Regions from separate parts of the Mus musculus genome. Here region 1 is linked to region 2. A link is a contact called in public promoter capture Hi-C data. All regions are on one chromosome and are shown on one strand. The core of a region is the stretch at or near the end of the contact, and the rest is flanking DNA. Distances in the headings are between cores, read along the strand shown.

Evidence for each region. Promoter capture Hi-C pulls out the DNA fragments that hold promoters and counts their contacts.
Region 1: a promoter capture Hi-C map of embryonic stem cells shows a contact between it and region 2. The contact joins the promoter of Arhgef7 here to the promoter of Col4a2 in region 2. A contact is called at or near these places in 3 of 39 promoter capture datasets (embryonic stem cells, hippocampal neurons and stem cell-derived epiblast-like cells), 3 of 484 Hi-C or Micro-C datasets (all in embryonic stem cells) and 3 of 115 datasets of contacts at active chromatin or transcription factors (embryonic stem cells and extraembryonic endoderm stem cells).

What each region holds. Positions count from the first base shown.
Region 1 is chr8:11,723,424-11,730,288 of GRCm38.p6, forward strand. It overlaps Arhgef7 (Rho guanine nucleotide exchange factor (GEF7)), which reads left to right and starts at 4,635. Exons shown (of 22, transcript NM_001372321.1): 1 at 4,635-4,993. The coding sequence starts at 4,829.
Region 2 is chr8:11,307,302-11,314,070 of GRCm38.p6, forward strand. It overlaps Col4a2 (collagen, type IV, alpha 2), which reads left to right and starts at 5,504. Exons shown (of 48, transcript NM_009932.4): 1 at 5,504-5,813; 2 at 6,118-6,206; 3 at 6,329-6,383. The coding sequence starts at 6,163. Col4a1 (collagen, type IV, alpha 1) reads right to left here and starts at 5,525. Exons shown (of 52, transcript NM_009931.2): 1 at 5,215-5,525. The coding sequence starts at 5,298.

The sequences.
Region 1 (6,865 bases), core at 3,385-5,884, 420 kb after region 2:
GCTATGGTTGAGCATCCTGGGTGTGGGGCTCATGGAAACTATTCTTGATACATACTGGGAGTGTCCAAGTGTCTCACAGAAGTTTCTCTTTTCTTCTCTAGGAGCAAAGGTTTATATAACATAACACTCTCTCGAACAGGGAGCATGCACTCGTGTGCTCATGGGCCAGTTTTGCAAAGTGGTATTTACAGGTTCAGTTGGCCAATCATGTCAGCGGCCAGCAGCCTCACGTTCTTGGCTATTAAGAAGCACACTCTTCCATAGCACTGTGGCGAAGGAGAGAGTCAGAGGGAAATTATAACTCCCTTTGGAAACAGTAAGAAAGGAAGTGTTCCCTTATAGAACTCGTGGGACACAGTGAGGGCTCTCTCCAGAGGGAGTGGGAGCAGAATGGGAGGGGGAAGGGGTGGAGTCTTGGAACAAGTGAGGTATCCTGGGGACTTGCAGGGGACTGAGAGTTCAGTCAGGGCAGTTACCCAGAATTCTGATTGCTGTCAGGAGCAGTGTAACACCTGGGTTTTGGACAGAGGACCTCAGAGTCTCTCTGTGTAGGTGGCACGGGCTTTACATTGCATCTTGCCCTTCCCTCCCCCTTCTTCTGGAGCTGGGGTAGGGCACACAGATGCTGTGCATGGTGGGCTTGAGGCACAGACGAGGGTCCCTGAGTTCTGGAAACAGCCTTTACAGGCTACACAGACCTGCCCAAACTTTGTCCCACACAAAGACGTGCTTTTAGATCTGTTGGCCAGCCAGAAAATTTGCCCTCAGTCCAGGAGAGGACTTAAGATCCCTGTCTTCTTAGGCAATTGCTAGTAAACATCTTTGGGGTGGGGAGAGATAGGGCCAAGCTGCTTTTGAACTCCTGATCTTCTTGCCTCTTCCTCCCAATAAATAGTGGGATTACAGGCTCATGTTCAGGTACAACATACTTTTGGTAGGCAGGTCAGGAGCAAAAGCTGTGATGTCACCGATGGGATGCCCATATGTGTGAGCGAGCGTCCTGCAGCAGACATGGAGAGACAAAGGAAGGCAAGCTGGAGCTGGGACTCATTAGGTAAAGTTTTTGCTTAGCATGCACAAAGCCCTGGGTTCAATTCTCAGCTCCGCATAGAACAGAATGGTGGCACACACCTGTCATTCCAGCACTGGAAAAGCAGAGGCAGGGGGATAACTTCATGATTGTTTTCTAGGGCAGCCTGGGCTCCATGAGACCCTGTCTCAGTGAATGAATGAATGAATGAATGAATGAACTTGGGGGATGGTGGTGGTGCTTGCCTATGGAGTAAGTTCTAGGACAGCCAGGACTACACAGAGAAACCCTGTCTCAAAAAACAAATAGAGGGATTGGAGAGATGGCTCAGTGGTTAAGAGCACCTATTGCTTTTCCAGAGGTCCTGAGTTCAATTCCCAGCAACCACACGGTGGCTCACAACCATCTGTAATGGGATCTGATGCCCTCTTTCTGGTGTGCATTCATAAATAAAATTTAAAAATGAAAAAACAAACAAACAGACAAAAAAGATGAAAGCAAGAGGGAATAGGAACAGCCACAATGATGAATCCCTCAGATTCCATGAATCCAGGATGCACTTCTGCAGCTCAGGATGCTGAAATGAGGGAGCATCAGGAGTAGGTAGCTTCTCACCTTGATCTCTCTGTTGGAATCATAACCCAAGGGCCTCATGGAGACTCTCCAGAGACTGGCCCTGAGTCACAAACGGTGATGGTTGGATTCCCGAAGGAGCCACCCTTCTGAAGGATTCCACATCAGCGCCTGTAGAGCCAGACACATATCAGAGTGTCCTTGGGCACCATCACCTTCTGACCGATGGTGGGAAGCTCCGTCCCTTCCCCCAGTGAGATGTACCTGAGGTGGGGTGCTGGGGGCAACTCAGACGATCTGATTTGGGGTTGGTATGCCCCAACAAGCATGTCCAAGCCGTAACTCCCAGTACCCATACGTGGGTCTTTATTTGGAAGCAGGGTCTCTATATGTCATCAAGATGGAGTTATCCTGGGTCAGAGAGGGTAGTTTCCCCTGTGACTGGCATCTTCCAAGGACAGGGATGTTTAGACCTAGGCATAGAAAGGACGCACATGCCATGAGAAGTCAGGATGGAGATTGGGGAGTTAATGTGTGAGCCAAGGAAGGATGTCCAAAGACGAGTGGCCCCTGCAGAGACAAGAGGGGACCTTGACAAATCCCCACACACACCTCTATGAGGGACCAGCCATTCAGATGCTCAATGATTTCAGCCTCTGAACTATAATACAACTTATTCCTGCTGTTTTGAGCTACTTTATTTCTTGAAGATGATGGCAATCTCAAGAAATAATCCAGGACCTAGTGGGGGTACACCAATGCCCAGGGGGTGATCGACGGGTAAGGAGCAAAAGCTATGCTATGACTGATGACTGCTTATCACTGCAGCCATATCCAACCTTCCCATGTCCTTGTTTAGCCAGCATTGACACTATGAATCTGGACTGAGGCAGGTATGTTGGAGGGGACCCTAGGAAGTAGCCACACAAGAAAGGAGCCTGAAGGAAGCCACATCTCTCATCAGCGGAGACCATGCTGGCACATGTACTGCGTTAGGGTTCTCCAAAGAAATGAAGCCACAGAATATCACACAGCAGTAAAGGGTACATTCTTAGGTGTCCAAGTGTATTAGCTAACATCTATTAATCCAGCAATTACCACCTGTCTGTCAATCATCTATTATCCATCGATATCAGCCAATCAGCTGCTTGTTTAAGGAGAGATCCATCACAGGGTACTGGCTCAGGTATGTAGGGAAGATGGCTAATCCACTTCTCCAGGAGGCTCAGGCTGGAGTGAGGGCTTCTGACATTCCAGTTGGTGTTTCTCTACCCATGGGGAGAAGGGCATTTCCTCTCCTCAGTCTTGTAGCAGGGATTTAGAAAATGCCAAGGAAATTTGACCAAGGGTTCACCTTGGACACCAGAAGTGCTCAGCGAAGCTCCTCAATGACACAGTTGTGAGCAGGGCTACTTTCTAGGATCTCCTCCAAATAATGATTCGAAATTAGCGTGTACTGGGGTTAAAAGAAGGTGATCTGTAAGGTTATCATTTAGCAGCTCAGGGGCTTTTTTTCCAGAATGAACGGGTGTAGTCAATGGTCCAGTCTGACCGTTGGTTCCCAACTTCCTCTGTCTATTAAGTCGGCCTCTGCCTGGCTTCCTTAGGGCCACTTGACAGTCAATATATGTAGCTATCTTTGTGTACTGCGTGATAAGGCCAGACCTAGTCTAACAGGATTTAAAAATAGTAACGAGTAAATTTTTCAATTCAGCACTAGGGAAAGCTTCTTCCGGGTTGAGCAGCTTTGGTCGATAGACTCGGGCGTCGGTGATCAGTTTTGCATTGCCACTCTCTGGACCTCCACAGGGAAGCAAGATGGGAAACTGGCTGATGTGGGGCTCCTAGGGCAGGGTACCTCTCATATGTAACCAGGAAAATGGACAAAAAGTGAGGCTTGGGTCTGTCGGTGGTAAAGACACCGTAATTGCAGCAGTGGTTGGTTAGGGCTGGCTAGCGCTGCTCTGAAGGCAGCTGCCACCACAGAGAAGCTGGCCCTCAACAAACTTCACACTATTTTAATGCTTTGTTTGTGTCTGGAACAGAAATGTAGTCATTTAGCCAGAAGATGCTATTAAACGCAATCGATGGTGGTGATGGAAGCACCTGGAGAATGCAGAGAAGAGAGTCGAACCTGTGATCATTTTTTTGTTTTGTTTTTGTTTTTTGTTTTTAATTGACAGCATCGCATGGCTTCTAGCCTTGAGCAGTTACTGGATGAACGTGCGTGCCTGGCCCAGGGGAAAGGTCTCCTGGGACACTGCAAGCTTTATTTTAAACTGTCGAGGAGTGCCAGCCAGCAGGGAAAGCATAGGACCAGTGGCGGGAGTAAGTGGAAATATGTGTCGATTGACGGTGAGCCCTCACCTACTCCCCCCTTCCCCCAAGGCTCCTGTCACACATCCTTTGCGCTGGAAGAGGACGCCCAAGTTCTGGGCCTAAGCGTGGACAGCACGCTTTCCAGCGGACACCCACCCGAGGTTGCGATGTGCTCTTGATCGCTGGACACGTCACCGTCAATTTCACAAGGAGTCATGCAAGGCTTCTGGCTACTAAGGTCGTCCGCGCCCGCCGCCCCCCATCTCCGCTCCCGCCCCCCGCCTCCAGTGGCCTTGCAGCCAGCCGCTTAGCATCGCGCCCGCGTTCCCGACGCTCGTTCCTGCCCGAGTGAGACCCATCTGGTCACAGATCTAACGAGCATGTGCGTGCCATCCCCGCCGGCTGGCGAGGTGGCGAAGAGACGCCCGCGCCCCGCAGTCGGCGGGCTAGCTCAAGAGAGCATTCTGGGAAGCGCTTACTAATCGCGCGCCGCCCTACCCACAAAGGCGCGCAGCCCCGGGGCGCGCGGGCGGCGCAGGTGAGCGGGGGGCGCGCCAGCTGTCGTGCGCCGGGGCTGGCGCGGGGTGCGCGCGGGCGGCCGCCGCGTCTTTCTTCTCCGGTGATGTCATCGGGCGACGGCGGCCGCGGCCGGGGGGCGGCGGCGGGGGCGGTGCCGGGCGCCCGCAGGTTCCTGCGCCGCTAATGAAAAGGCACTTGACAGCGGGCCAGGGCGCGCGCGAGCCCGCGGAGCGGAGCGGGACCTGCTGGGCCGGCCGGGCCAATCGCCGGCGCGCGGCCGCCCATGGGCGCGGAGGCGGCGGGGGCGCGGGTGGCCGCGGCCCGGGCCGCTCCGAGGTGATCGCGCGCGGCGCCCCCTCTGTGCGCGCAGCCCGAGCCGCCGCAGCGATGAATTCTGCCGAGCAGACCGTTACGTGGCTCATCACCCTGGGCGTGCTGGAGTCGCCCAAGAAAACCATCTCGGACCCTGAGGTCTTCTTGCAGGCGTCGCTCAAGGACGGGGTGGTCCTATGCCGGCTGCTGGAGCGCCTGCTGCCCGGGACCATCGAGAAAGTAAGTGGCCATGGCACGGTCTTCGGGTGGGTCCCCGGCCCGGGCGGGCGGCGGGCGGCGGGGCGCGCGGGAGCACCTGGCGCGCGCCGGCTCGGGGCCCGCGCGCCCTCCTTTGTGCGCGGACCCGGCGGCGCGCAAGGCGCGGGGACCGGCGGCGGGAGTTCGGGGCGCCATTGTGTGCGGGGCGCCGGGAAGGGGACCCGCCCTGAGAGCACAGACAGCGGAGGGGGCCGCGGTGACGCTCGGGGCCGGCTCGGGGTCACGAGAAGGAGAGTTGGCTGTGCCGGCGGCGGTGGGGTTCTGCTCCACCCTAACGTGAAGTTGGGAGGTCGGCTTCGCCCCTCGCCGACACCGATCGGAAAACCTCGTCTCTGTGCCGCGCAGCTTTCTGCGATGGCTTTGTTTGAACGGTTTCGTCGCTGCCTTTGCAGTCTGACTCTTGCGTTGAATGGACCGGTGGCTGGGCATGTTTAAAGGATGCATCAAAAGCCAAGGGAGGGCCGAGCTGTGAAATGACTTACTGCCTTCCCCATCAAGGGATTCTTCACTCAGCCAAGCCTGCAGAACAGCGCACACAGGGTGCTGAAGCCCGATTTCTTTGGGGATGGGTCAGAATTTTTATCCTCACTGCCTGCTAGATTTGGAGCTGTCTGCCTGCTGCTGCTGGCTGCTGGCTCCCTGGCTCTGCAGTGTGAACCTTGACCACCGCTCTGGGTGACCAAAGTTTGTTTTCGTTTGTAAGCTCACAGAGCGGGCCGGGTCAGGGGTTGGGAGCACTTCTAAGAACAACCATGTTTTATAGGTCAAAAAATAATAAAGTCCTGTGTTCAAGATTATGCCAATACACAGTTTACAAGAAAACTTAAGATCCTTAGTAATTTAAAAGGTGTTAAGTACAGAAATGGAAGTGTCCCATAATTAGGAAGAAGTAACACTTCTTAATGGAGTACACACACACACACACACACACACACACACACATGCACATACACACAGACAGGCCCTAGGCAGGACACTCTGTTAATGCATATTAAGTGACCTGAAAAAGCAGAAATTCTAATTGTATTCATAAATTGGCATGCTGCAGTGTCAGAAAACATTTACCATGAGTTCCACATGCGTACCACAGGTTTTAGGTGTTTTCTTGAACATTGTATTGAAAACGACATGCATCTTAGAAGGACTAACTGATGTGGGAAACACTGTTTATAAGTGGGGCAGATCAATAAAGTTACAATTTTAAGATGCAACGACTGAAGAGAGCAGGGTGTGACTTGCCAGACACTGAGAAAACCCGGCTGTCCCCTGGCCATTGGTGATAATAAAAGACAGACGTCTGAGTGAGACACATGCTAAGGTTCTTAAAGATAACCCTGTTCTGTTTCTGAGGCAAAGCTGTAAAAAGATTCCTGTGCTATGTCAATGGACATGTTCCCATCCATGAACACGTCACGTGACATGTTTGCAGCGTTGATGTGGTCAGGCAAACTTCAAAAATTCATATTCTATTTTAAATTCTAGAAAGATCCCGTGAGGAAGTTGCAGCGCCTCTTTCATCTCTGACACAACACAGAGAGAGATGAATAAAAAGGGCTAGCCTCTGGCAGCTAGATTGGTCTCAAACATTCTGAAACTACAGTCGAGTGGAAATCTCTTGGGTCGGTGTTGTTTTAACTCTCTTTTTGAAGGCTGATGACCCTGTACAGATAGTCCCTGGCTCTTGAGTGAGGGGTATTTGTGGGGAGTAAACCATCAGCCACTGTCTGAAATTCTGGATTCCACGAGTTTGCATCTGCCATGAAGTCATCCGCACTTGGCAATGAATGCCTGCATGGAATCACATTTGTCTTGAAGCACATGTGTGGGGCAGCT
Region 2 (6,769 bases), core at 4,254-6,753:
AACCCAGATTACACGAACTGTGCCTATAGTGCGTGGTGTAAAGCCAAACCCAGCCAGGCTTCCATAACGAACATCACTAAGCCACGGAGTAAACTATTTACATAGGGAGGTCTGCACCTTGTGTGTGTGTGTGTGTGTGTGTGTGTGTGTGTGTGTGTGTTTCCATGTCGTGTTTAGTCTCCGTAGGAATATCTGCTCAGATTCCGAATTCAGGGGAAACACCGCCCTGCGCCATTATCTTCCTTTGTGTTCTCTAATAATGCCACAGGACAGACACTGTGACATAGTTTCCAGGAGCCAGGACACAGCCCCACCAGGACTCCCAGGGGAGGACGAGGGAACAGCCTGGAAACATCAGGACCAATTAATTACCAGTGATTAATTCATGCCTCCACCTATGGGCCAGGCTCTCTCCCTAGCCTAGTCAAGGTGCTTTAAAAAAAGATGTGGCCTTAGGCGTTTTACAATTGGCAGGGATGTCAGAACCCAGCTCCCAAAGATGATGCCATAGCAAGCTATGTGGTAGAGAGAGCCTGCCTTTCCTGGTGGTTGCTCACTTACCTCATGCACACAGCTTCCCTGCAACGCACAGGCCTCCTCCGTAAGGTGTCATTACCCTCACCTTACAGACCGGGGTGAGGGGCTTGAAGAGTAATGGTTCTCATTACGATGAACTTTAAAATTCTAGGCCACACCCTAACTCTAGGAAGCTCAGGAGACTGGAGAAGGCTAAGGGAAGCCAGGCACGCTGCAGGTGTGGGAGCATCAGAAATGAACTGGCCCCTGCGATGCTGGGCTGTGAGGATGATGCTTAAGCAATTCATACACCCATACTGAGAGGGTCTGCATAGCCAAGTGGGCTGTGCCCACGATGAGTAGACCACTACCCCCACACTGCAAAAGTGTTAGCAAGCAAGAGAGAATGGCAGAGCAAGGAGGGGTGGAGACAATCCTGCCAAAAGCAGGACCTAGTGTGGGTCAGAGCCATGGAGGAGCCAGGAGAGAAGAGCACAACTCCAGAGCCATCCGCCATCACTGTTAATCGGAAATAACCAAACGGGAGGTGGGGCGTCCAAAGGCCAGGCGGTATGAGAAGCTGAAGTCCAACTCTGCAGAAGTTTGAAATCAAATGGGGACAGCTCGGGATGAGGCGTCATTCTCCAACTATAAGCTTAAGATGGCCACTGTCAGGAGTGATACAGAATGCAGGGAGCAGATGCCTGGGTAGAGAGCTTAGAAGAGAAGAAAGCACGGGCCTACTCCATAGACACGCCCAGTGGGACTGGGACAGGAAGCAAAGGGCAGCAGACAGCATTGCAACCCCAGGACAGAGGCCACAAGAACAATGGCCAAGAACCCAGGGTGGACCCAGGCCCCTGAGTGACAGACTGCCAAACATTAACCCCAAAGGAATCCTAGAGTTCAAACCTCAGAAGACATTCCCAATGACCCGGTTCTGATTTTGACCTTTCATTGTGTGCTGGACAATGGCAGACATGGTCCTTGGTATTGTTCTGCAGCTCACATATTTGCTGGCTGGGAAGAACAATGCCCCGAGATCCTGAGTTAGGCCCTCTATTGTTGTTCTTGCTTACTTTATCCCGGAGTTCCAAATGCCAAACCCGCTTGAGAGACACTTTAACGAGGTTAATCTGTTTCCATGTTTGGGAACAATCGCTGTTCAATTCAAGGCTGTTCAGTTGTGAACAAACATCGTACAATTCATCCTAACAGAGATTCGTGCTGGGGTCGACTCATGAGGCCCCGCCCTTATCTCCAAGGCTTGGTGGTCCTTCGTAACTCCCGGGTTCTACTGTCTGCAAAACCTTTACCAGCTCTTCACTAAATAACCCAGCTTGTTAGGCCCTCTCTCCAATCTCAGGAGTATGCCCACTGCTGTTAATGAATAATGAGGGGGTTTCGTGAGGTCCCTCCTGCCCTTGCCCAGATCCACATAGGCTTTCTGGGTCAGTTCCCACAGACACTCCTTTATCTTGAGTGGTTCATCCTTGCTTAACTTTCCAACCTCCCCCTACTCCCAGGAGCTCTCCCACCCGGAGAGAAGACGTGTCACACACTGGGTTGGGCACTCCTTATCTCTGATGGCGTAGACCTTGCCCTTTAACTCCCCTTAGGCTTTGTAAAACCAAAGGTCAAACACGCCATCAGCTAATCCCCAAGACAGCTCCAAGGAGAGATTTCAAGGTCACTGTGGAATGCAAAGATCCTTAAGATTGACAGATACTGGGAAATGTCATGCTGCATTCTGCTGCAGGGCAGTGTCATAACAGCCAGGGGCTTCTATTCTAGCCCCCACGTTTGGGGGATAACATCCTCCCAGTAGTCCCCCCAAAAGCTAGACTAAGTTCTCCTATGTCTTTGAGGTCCCTCGGTTGTGGCACTGTCTGATCCTCAGTGTCTCTAGTCAGTCCATGTCCTCAGGCCAAAACTGTGTGTTATTACTCCCTCTGACCTGCAGTGTGGCCAGCGCCTGCCTGGGACAGGACAGGAAGTGGGTGTTCCAAGCATTTGTGAAATAAAGGACGAACAAAAATCTACATATAAGGAAGGGGAAGTTGTGACTGCAAGGGAAACTGAGGCACAGGGTTCACACGCACTCTAAACATCCCTGAACACACTCATTGAGTGTACACCCAGTTTTTCAAAGCATCAGTCAGCACCTCTAGTGGAGCCCAGTCTAGCACACACACGGCTAGTGCGCAGATCTCTGGCTGATTTCAGAAGCCCTTACCCTTTCCCAGTCCTGTTCCTTGTAAAAAGAAAGAGGCCTGGGGACCCTCCTCACTAGCACCCCACTCCCAATATGCCTTGTTGGGGTGACATAGGAAGTCAGCCTTCTCATCTAGATGCAAACTCAAGGAGAGCCACCCAGACAGGCCTGGGAAGAAAGTCTTCCCTCTTCGTATGAGCTCTCTGGTCACTCACTCCCTGGAGACATGACTAATGTTCAGGAGACAGCAAGATTGCTGGGCAGGCATGGCCACACTTAGGGGAAAGTTCACATCTCAGACCCTGAAAAGCCATTTGATAAGCACCAATAGAGAGTGCCTGCCCAGTGTGTGCACGATCCTGGGCCCATCCCCAAGCAGAACTGATGATCTTCCCATCTAAATTAACAATTAGCTTAGAGGATATTTGACTTGGAAAACTCAATGGAGGCTACTTCATTGCTGTGGTACCTCTAACAGCTAGTTTTAAAAGGAGCTGGGCAAAATGTTATTGATACCATGAAAAGGACACAGATTTCTAAATGAGGGGGGATGTTGTTTTTAAACAGGTCTTCTTGCATACCTAAGGTCATATGCACATTTAGCAGGCTTGCTAATGGGGTGAATGTCTTACCAAGGTAACATCTTAGGGTACCCACGGGCCAAATCACTTAAGATAAGGCAGCTGGAGGAACAGAACAGAGCGAGCATCCAGAAATGTACTTGGTCTTACAGGACAATTAGTAGGAAATACATCAATGTCAAGCCTCAACCCTGGCTGGTTTGACTTTCCAAGTAAGATCAGGAGTTCATGTGGCTGACTCAACGGTTTAAAGTCCTGAGGGTCTGGACGTGAGATCTCACAGTTAGCTTTGCTAACACGATCGTTCAGAAAAACCTAAGTCCAAACAGTGGCTCATGCTTTTCCATCACAGTGATCCCCTTAGAAGGCCTAGGTCTTTTGGTAAATATTTTCCACCCTGGGGAATGAACCCAGGGCTATGTTCATGCTGGGTAAGCACTTTGCCCGTCAGCCTCTTTTTACTTTATTATTATTATTATTATTATTATTATTATTATTATTATTATTATTATAGCGAGAGTCTCCCTATGTTGCCTGGGCTAGCCTTGAACTCATTCTGTTGCCCAGGCTAGCCTTGAACTTGAGATCCCCCTGCTTCGGGTGTCCAAGAAGCAAGAACTACAAGACCTGCACCGCCAGCAGGTCCAGCCTATCAAGCCTGCTCTTTTGAGAAACTACCCTCAGCAAGAGAATGGGTAGTTAAAAGGCTACCTGCGGTGAAGGTGAAGACTGGAGAGGAGGGAACTCTCTGAAGTTGGTTGCTGATGTAATTAATCATCCTTCTTCAGAAAGGGAGGCAAAACCCAATTAAGAAAACCCCTAGTAACGTTACCAGTTTATTCTAGTATGTAACAGTTAATAATTTATAGCATAGTTGATCAGTATCGCTCCTGCAGGAAAGAGGTGAAATTCTTAAAAGGAAAGGAAAATGCACAATTAAGCAACGGTTTCTTTTAAAACTTGGAAGCTTCGGTGAGAAGCAAACGTCGTTTTTTAGGCATTTGAGGGGAAGGCAAACTGTGGAGAGGCCACACCTTGTGGCCTTTGGGCCTGCATGGCTGTCACAGCAGCAGCAGCAGCTGAAGTGTATTCTCTAGGGGCGAAGGCAGAAAGTCTGGCCGGGTTCCTCCAGAGCTGGAAGTCTGGCTCTTGCAAACATCTCCCAGCGCCCTCCTGGCCAAGCACAGCACCAGAGGAAACAAAAACTTAAAAAAAACAATTTGCGCAGGGAACAATGCGACGGAGTTTCGCTTTGGTTTCACACTCAAGTCTAAATGTGGTTATAATTTTCAGGCACGCACTCATAAAAGGCAAGAGTCGAGGCAGAGACTTTTAGGATGCGGAGAAGAGCCCCGCGTCTGTTCTCAAGCGTGCCGTAGGCTACACAAAAGTCGTGGGAAAGCAAAAATACAGATGTTTCCAGGCAAACGGCCCAAAGCTGTTCAGCCTCAACCATCACGGTCTCCAAACAACCAGAAACACACCCAAAGCGGTTCCCCCTGCACATGAGTGTAGGACTCTGAGTGGCGTGGGGTGTGCCTGGCCACCCTTCCAGCCCCGACCCACTCGCGCGCCCCGCCGCTGAGAGCCTTGGCGATGAGGGTTCAAATCTCACTGGCTCCTCGGTACCCTCACCCCGCCGTGGTACACGCTAAGCTTCAGTCCCTTCCTAACTCTCCCGCACCCAGTGTATAACAAAGGAGGTTCCGTAATGGATGTGCGATCGCTGCCCACAGGGACTAGGAGAGGGAGACCCGGGGGAAGAATGCACCTGGCCGTGCCACCCGCGGTACCCTCGAGGGCCAGGCGGCTTGACTGCGCCAGGCGCTGGACAAAGAGGCCTCGCGGGGCGTCAGGGGTGCAGGGAGGGAGGCTGGGGAGCGCAGCCCGCAGGGAACTCACCTTCGCAGCTGCTCGGCTGCGCTCCTCGTGGAGCAGAAGGGCGGCGAAGAGCAGCAGAAGCCAGACGCTGAGCCGGGGCCCCATGGTGGCGCGCCCGGGGCGGCAGGGGACCAGCAGAGACGGCGGGGAAATGCAGCCCAGTTCCCGTGGGCCACGGCGAGGTGCTCAGTCTCGGAGGGCCCGGGCGTGAGCCCTGCTCACCGTCCCGGGTGCGGTGACTCTGCGCAGAGACCTGAGCGCGCCGCCCGAGGAGCTCCCCAATTTGTTGGCGCTGCCCCCTCCCCTCGGCAGTGCGCGGGCGGCGTCTCCAAGGGGAGGACCCTGCGGCGCGGGTAAGAGGCGGAGGCTGCGCGCCGCTCGGGACTTGGTGTCGCAGGGAGTCCGAACGCCGGGGCTCTGCGCTCCGCACCCAGCTCCTCCCGCGCCCCGATTCCACGAGCCCCTTGGCTCGCCAATCCCGGGCAAGCACCAGCAAGGCACGCCGGGGCCGAGAGTCCGGCGCCCACGGAGCAGAGCCAGGCCGGCCTGGCCGCCGGTGTGCCACGGGCCAACGCTTCTTCAGGGGCCCATGCGCGCGGGCAGCAGCTCCTGACCCTGAGGTGAGAGCGACCCCCGGGAGGCACAGAGAGCCAGGCCCCAAGTCGCGGACCTGTAGCGCCGGAGTAGGCTGAGGCTGCGCGCTCCGTTGGATCGGAGCTGGGGGAATAGGGATCGCGCTGCATGGGCTGAGGAGCTCCAGGCAGGGCCTACGGAGAAGAATCTCCCTTTTTCTGTCTCCTGATGGGACAGAACTTTGGTCACCCCGCAAGGAAACGAGGGACATTATGCGGAGTCAGGGTGCTAAGATGACGATGCTCTCTCTGCCTGCCACCTTTGCTAACCCGCTTTGTCTCTTGCCTCCAGGTTAGGAAGGGATCGAGCCGAGTCTAGAGCTCAAAGACTGGGATCATGGACCGAGTGCGGTTCAAAGCGTCTGGCCCTCCCCTGCGAGGGTAAGTCGCCTTCTGCCTGGTCTCCTAGGTGAAGGGGACCTTGCATGCATATTTCAGGAGTTGACAAGTTGGGGCCCGCATGTTTTGGTCGCTTTCTTACCCTCCCTCCCTCTCCTGTGCAGGTGGCTGCTGCTAGCAACTGTGACAGTGGGACTCCTGGCTCAGAGCGTCTTGGGGGTAAGTACCGCTTGAACTCCACGGCGCTTGGAGTTCCGCGCCCGTGACGGGTTGGGACGCTCGCGGAGCCTCGTGGAAGACAGGCTCGTCGAGCCCACCTGAGTGTGCGTGTGCATTGTAGGTGTGTGCTACTGTGTCTGCCAGCCGCTCGTCCCGTGCAGTGCAGGAGTCGGCCCTCTCTAGGGAGCTAATAATTAAAACGTAGCCTCAGGCACCTTTTGCTGCCAAGCTTTGGCCTTAGCAGCAAGGGAAGAATGTCTATCACTAGGCCACGAGGCGCACGGACAGAGGGGGCTGGGAGCAAAGAGTTTCCAGAAACTCAGAGGTGGTGTCCAGGCACTGTGGTGGGCAGAGAGCATCTTGCTTAAATATGAGTCTCTGGGGAG